Linked DNA regions of Mus musculus: region 2 is linked to region 1. A link is a contact called in public HiChIP or PLAC-seq data. All regions are on one chromosome and are shown on one strand. Each heading gives the region's core, a stretch centred on a gene start, on an enhancer-like site or on the middle of the called end of the contact. The rest is flanking DNA. Distances are from core to core; before and after follow the strand shown. Region 1 has its middle 3.8 kb from the start of Gm32194. Region 2 has its middle 54 kb from the start of Tenm3.

Region 1 (3,177 bases), core at 318-2,817:
TGGGAACCGACAGCTCGGCTTTATTAGCATTACTCCGATCCAGCTCTGTGACGCAGGCTGGCCCCTGAGCCAAGCTGGCCAGCAGCTTGCATAGCCCAGAGCCCTCAGCCAAGAGATTCCCCTCTCAGGGAGGACCCCATCTGTGGCCTGGAAGAGGAGTTCCCACAACCCACTGCTTCCTGTACCCCCCAAAGACAAGGTCACTTGCTCAATAAAGCCAACCTGTTCACACAGATAGCCATCAATCTGTGTGGCAAAGTGGCTGACCTGGCTAATCTGATCCCCCAGGGAGGGAAGGGCTGCAAAGCTGGGCTCTAGTACAGCCCGGAGATCAGTGAAGATGTTCCCTCCAACAGGAAGAATTCTAAGGCTCAGCATCTTCTCCCAGACATCACTTTGGTGCCGTTACTGGTGCCAGCAAGAAAAGAAACACCATCTATAGTGTGTCTCAAACCCAGAGGACCGGAGGACGGGAAATCTGGCCTGAAGTCAGCGGGCTGATGGTCATTTATAACACTTGCTAAAATGTTGCAGCTTCCAGAGTGTAGGGAAGGTAACAATGTTGCTACTTAAAACACACCAGTTCCCGGGGTCTATGCTGTCACGTGGTCAGGACTATGCAGCGTGTTTCTGTCTGTTCTGGATCCTCCCAGCTCGGTTTCACAAAAGCAGTATAGCTTAGTAGCCAAGCAATTGCCTAGTGTGTAGAAGGCTCTGGATTTAAACCTTAGGCGAGTAGAGAAAAGAGGAGAAAGGGGTAAGGAGAGAGGGAGGAAGGGGAGGGGAGAGAGAAAAAGGACTAATTTTTTAGTTTTACAAAAACATAATTGTTTTGTCACTTTGTAAATGACGAGACCAAGCTAGTGATATTAATCTGCTTGCTAGGTTCTCAAAAAAAAAAATCAGAAAATACTGGACTTTGGACACAGGTCTTTAACACAGGGATCTCTGTCTGAGCCCCTGTGCTCTCTGCCCCTCCCTTTTGTATGAACCCAACTTGCTGCAGTTCCACCGTGCAGAAGATGGGGGAGGGACTGGGAACCTCTGGCTCCAGGGCGTGGCACTCCTAGAATCCCAGATACTTTAATCTGCATCTGCACACCTCAGGCTAAGCGCCTCTGGAGTCTGCAGCCAAAGCTAGCCCGGTTTAAGCAGCCAGGGAAAATTCCCAGGGCTCAGTGTGGCCATTGAGAGGGATCCAGGCTTCGTAGCTTTATTTCAGAAAGATAGAGGAGATCATTCCGATGAAGTGTCCCTAAGACAGGATTGCAGCAACTGTTCTCTTTGGCATCATCTGGAAAGCTTTGAAAAGTACCCACGCTGAGAGTGCCACCCTCCAGAGGTCGTTTCATTGATTCTAAAGCACTGGTGACACACGTGTGTTTAAGAGTCTCTATTTTAAGCAAACCTTCTGTGCAGAGATACAGTTTGGAAAGAGAGACATTTATGTGAAATTTACCTCAAGAAGTGAATATTCTTCCTATAGCTAACATCCTCTTGCCCCGTAGGTGAACTCTGAAGTCACCTTCCCAGGGAGCTTACCCATTGGCTACTCTGGGCAACCTTTTGTTAAACTGGATCCGCCCTCTCCTTTTGTTAAGTGCTGCAAATCTACTTTTAATCTCTTCCTAGTAAACTCCTACCCTGCTTCCTCCTAGTTTGTCCTGAAAATCTTTTCTGTAGTCAAGTCAGAAATCCCAGCTTTACCCTGGGTAGAAGTCTCCAAAACTTCTACAGGTAACACTGTCTCTGGCCCCTGTCTGACTGCTGCTTTTTCTTCAGCACCATAGAAGGCAATTCAGTATGTGAAGCAGGCACACAGTGGGCCTCAAATTGTTTGCCTGGCTAGTTAAATGAGCTGGCTCAGCAGGTAAAGGTGCCTGCCACCAAGCCTGACAGCCTCAGTTCGATTCCCAGGACCCACATCATAGAAAGTGAGAACCAACTCTTTCAGAGTCCTGCTTTAGCATGAATACCCCCAACCCCTCCACATAAACACATATATGTAACATTTTACATAAGTAACATACACAATTCTGAAGCATAAGAATGAAGCTTAGATTTGCTTGAGGTACAAAGAGAAAGATCTTTAATTTAGTGCATCTTGCAAGGTGTCTTAGTTAGGGTTTGACTGCTGTGACCAGACACCATGACCAAGGCAACTCTTACAAGGACAACGTTTAATTGGGGCTGCCTTACAGGTTCAGAGGATCAGTCCGTTATCATCAAGGCAGGAACACGGCAGCATCCAGGTAGGCATGGGACAGAAGAAGCTGAGAGTTCTACATCTTCGTCTGAAGGCTGCTAGCAGAATACTGGCTTCCTGGCAGCTAGGATGAGGGTCTTAAAGCCCATGTCCACAGTGACACACCTACTCCAACAAGGCCACACCTCCTAACAGTGCCACTCCCTGAGCCAAGTGTATACAAACCATCACACAAGGGATTCCTGATTCTAAGTTCTTCATATGACTGTTATCAGTTAGCTACTTAATAAGCTTGTGAAATGATACTATTGTTATTGTCACCTTATGATGAAGGGTCAGAGAAGAGTCAAGGTAAGGGGTTGAACAGTGTGCCATGTGACTGAAGAAACCCCATGCATTTCCCAGGAGGACCTGCCTTGTCCCTGCCAGTTCCAATGCCAGCAAAGCTGTATCCTCAGAGGGCAGGGTGAAGGAAGCGGAACCAGCACCTCACTGGGGAAGGCTGGGAACTCTGGCCAGTACTCACCGATGCATCTTCAAACTCCTCTCCTCTCTTCACTTTCCCTCTATCTTTCTCACCGTCACTCCCGGAATTAGAGCCAGAGAACTAATTTATCAAGATCCTTGGAGACTTCTAGAAGATCACCTAAAAAGGACAAGCCCAAATTAGAGGTGTTTGTCTTGTTTCAGACGCCTTCCCCATTCAGCTTTCTTAGAAAGCACTTTTTTTCCAGAGAGGAAATTGAAGAAAACTAACCTGTGTTGACATTCCAGACAGGGAGGGGCCTCAGCCCTACAGATGAACAAGGCACTCTGGGTCTTTAGTTTTGGAAAAAGAAAATATTATGTATGTGCGTGGCATGTATGTGTGTGTTTGTACATGTGTGTAACGATCCTGAGGTACGAACTCTTGTTCACTACTGCATGCTAGGCTACCTATCCTGGGTGCTTTGGGGATTCTCTGGTTTCTG
Region 2 (3,177 bases), core at 235-2,734, 530 kb before region 1:
ATTCCCCTACTCATCCAGGTTTGGGGAATTGTTCGTCCCTTTGTGCTTCTGTGAATGCTTGCTAGTATCTGTATTGATCCACAGCCGTGTTTCTGTAAAGACCCGAGATACTGGGGAGTCAGGCACTATTGTATCAGCATGTCACAGCCCAGGTCTGGATGGGCTTTCAGACATCTGCAGAGGTGAAAAGGACAGAAAGGAATGCAGAGGGAGAAGTTGAAGCAGAGGGATTTGTTTTCACAAAACAGGGCCACGAAAGTCCCCGAGACAGTGGACCAGGGGACAGAAGCCTAGGAGCATAGAAGCCAGTCTCCAAGGCTGTTGGATGCTTAAAGGGACAAATGGGTGAATGTGTGTGACAGAGAAGGGCTAGAGGAAATGTCACATGGGGTGACAGGGAATATGATTTTTACCCTGTGATCCCACCCCCCACCCCCATACTCAGTGGACATAGAGTTGACACACTCAGAGTTCTGGCTCCCACTCGCTGCCTTACCTCTCCCCTCTCCCCAGCTAAGGTTGGAAAATGGAAGGGACCGGGAACTGGAATTGGAGGGAACCCTTTCCAAAAGAAAACAAATGAACGAAACCAATTTAACTAGTTATTTCAGTTAAATGTAAATAAGCAAGAAGGTAGAGGGACGAAAGCAGATGGACTTCCATGACAGCCCAAGCCTTACACCCAAGTCACTGATTTTAAAAAATGTTCAGGTAGGACATGGTTAGGTAGGTTCATCTGTGAATAACTTGGACCCTTAAAGGACAGAGATCCTATGATAAGTTGTGTGTGTGTGTGTGTGTGTGTGTGTGTGTGTGTGTGTGTGTGTGTGTTTCAAGATAGAGACTCTACGTAGTCCTGGCTCTCCTGGTCAGCCTCTGCCTCCAGAGCACTGGGACTAAAGGCATGAGCCACCACACCTGGCAGAGATCCTGTAACCAGAATATACTTAATTCTTCCTTGACACTTCAAACCTTCATCGCAGCATATTACAACTGTGATGTCTCACGGAAAATTGCGTTACACTGACCTTTAACCTGCGTGTGGATTCTAGCGCTGATTGACAGGTCCTCAAAAAATAAGCGCTACGCAGACACTGGCAATTAGGTAGTGCTTTGTGTCCTATCGCTGTCTCCTTTCTTGAATTCTTACAGGTTCCCTCAGCTCCGGCTGTTTTAGAACTACGGTCAGGTGGTGGAAATTCCTCCTCCTCCCACAGTTGTCTTGAGGATTTTTCTTGCTTGTTATACCTGATCGTGTTTCCTTAGGACCTGGCTCCGTCTCTATAAGCAGGTAGTTATCAGCTTACAGCTGGGGTTGTCCTTCTTTCTGGAAAGTTCAGCGTCCCCCTTTCCAAGAGCAGCTGGGAAGACCTTCCCTTGAAATCTAGTCTTTAGGGCATCCATTGATTTAGAAAGACCCCGGTTCAGGGTCAAAAGAGCAGCCCAGGATGAAAGCAATCCTTGCAAATGAGGCCTTTCCACCCCTTTGTTATACCTAGGTGAGGCAGGGCGAATCTCTTGGTGCGGTGCAGGTGCGTCCAGTGGTGCATTTCAATTCTGGTCACAGAAGAAGGAGACATGTCCTTGAAAACCCGCACTGCCTACTTTTCACCAGAGTTAAGAAGGAGGACACGGAGAGAGGAAAACAGTGGGGATTTGGAGATGTTTCGATTTCTCTGCCGTGTGTGATACCTTTGTCTTTGGATCTCAATCCTATAAGCACTAGCAATATTTTTACAGGGCGTCCCATCTTCAATAAATTGTATAACAGTAATTAATTCTCACAGCATCCATTTGACTAAAGCATTATTATCCCCGTATTATAGAGAAGAAAACTGATTTGCCAAACCCCACAAAGAAAGCCAATGTCAGAGTAAGGATTATCGCTCAGGAGGGTCTAAAAGTCTAATCTCGGCTCTGAGATGTGTGTGTTTTTTTTTTTCTTTAAAAATTTTTTTTTTTCTGTCAGAACAAATGCAGTAGGGATTTGCCAGGTAAGTTTTCTAAGGGCGTGAGCATGGAGGTGGCTCTGCCCCTCGCTGAGTCTTTGTGACCATTTTTCCAGCATAAGCTGATTACTTGTAGTTCGTTTTCAAGGTTCTCTTAGAGATAGAACAACATGGGATGAATTTATTCACTGATAAACATAGCCTCCAGTTTGGGTCTGCTTTTCCCCCATAAATCCAGTCAAGGTGCAAGGTATAAAGTTTGTTATTTATTCAAATCCTGCCCCGGCTTTGAGACAAGGCGTCACGGAGTCTATACAGGTCTGCAACTACATGTACAAGAATGATCTTGAACTCCTGAGTCCCCCTTCCTCCACTCCCCAGTGTTTGTGTGCCTTAGAAGGTCAGAGTCAGGCCTTAATCCCTTTGTGTCCTCACAAAGACACACATTCTGCTAAATGAGCCAAATCGCCACCTTGTATGGACTTACTTTTGCGAAATAGTGAGCGAAGATTCTTGGCTTGTAATCTTTTCCAAAATAGTAACTCACTTAAGTGAAGGTCACTAATCTCACCCCCTTGATACTGTAACTCAGCTAAGAATGGGGAAAGAAGTCAAAGAAATTCCCCCAACGACCTAAAAGTATTACTGCCCCATACTGTATAAACCATAGCCGCACACTGCCAGGATTCGTTGCTCATGAGTAAACGTCACAGAATTGATAGGAAACAAATAAATGGAGAGCAGAGTGAATTTGCTAGGGGCCAGCACACGGTAGCCCAAAGCTGATTCTTTGAGAGCGGAGGTTTAAAAGTAGAATTTTTTTTTTTTTAGCAAATATTAACATATATACAAAATCAACCCAGGCATGAAGCTGCACACTTTGGTCCCAGCACTCAGGAGCCCGAGTCAAGAGGATGCCATATTTGAGATCAGCAACATGGAAGTGAAGACCAGGTGAGGTGCTATAAAGTGACCTTGTCTCCAAAAAAAAAAAAGAAGAAGAAAGAAGAAGAAGAAGAAGAAGAAGAAGAAGAAGAAGAAGAAGAAGAAGAAGAAGAAGAAGGAAGGAAGGAAGGAAGGAAGGAAGGAAGGAAGGAAGGAAGGAAGGAAGGAAGGAAGGAAGGAAGGAAAGAAAGAAAGAAAGAAAGAAAGAAAGAAAGAAAGAAAGAAAGAAAGAAAGAAAGAAAGAGAGAGAGGAAGAAAGAAAGACAAAAATCTCTTGTCAGTC

The links. HiChIP or PLAC-seq counts read pairs in DNA pulled down with a chosen protein or histone mark.
Region 2: a contact with region 1 is called in an H3K27ac HiChIP or PLAC-seq map of embryonic stem cells, with 7 times the contacts expected there. The contact joins two enhancer-like sites. A contact is called at or near these places in 5 of 484 Hi-C or Micro-C datasets (the HPC-7 cell line, embryonic stem cells and neural progenitor cells) and 5 of 115 datasets of contacts at active chromatin or transcription factors (all in embryonic stem cells).

Annotation. Positions count from the first base shown.
Region 1 is chr8:48,201,216-48,204,392 of GRCm38.p6, reverse strand. No RefSeq gene overlaps it. Among named protein-coding and RNA genes, the nearest start is that of Gm32194, 3.8 kb to the left of the region's middle. Within about 2 kb of position 1,567, at least 8 of the 459 cell types and tissues checked have an H3K27ac peak or open chromatin away from gene starts, as enhancers often do. A contact at or near this core is called in embryonic stem cells, where this site is marked.
Region 2 is chr8:48,727,373-48,730,549 of GRCm38.p6, reverse strand. It overlaps a transcript of Tenm3 not described here. Among named protein-coding and RNA genes, the nearest start is that of Tenm3, 54 kb to the right of the region's middle. Within about 2 kb of position 1,484, at least 9 of the 459 cell types and tissues checked have an H3K27ac peak or open chromatin away from gene starts, as enhancers often do. A contact at or near this core is called in embryonic stem cells, where this site is marked.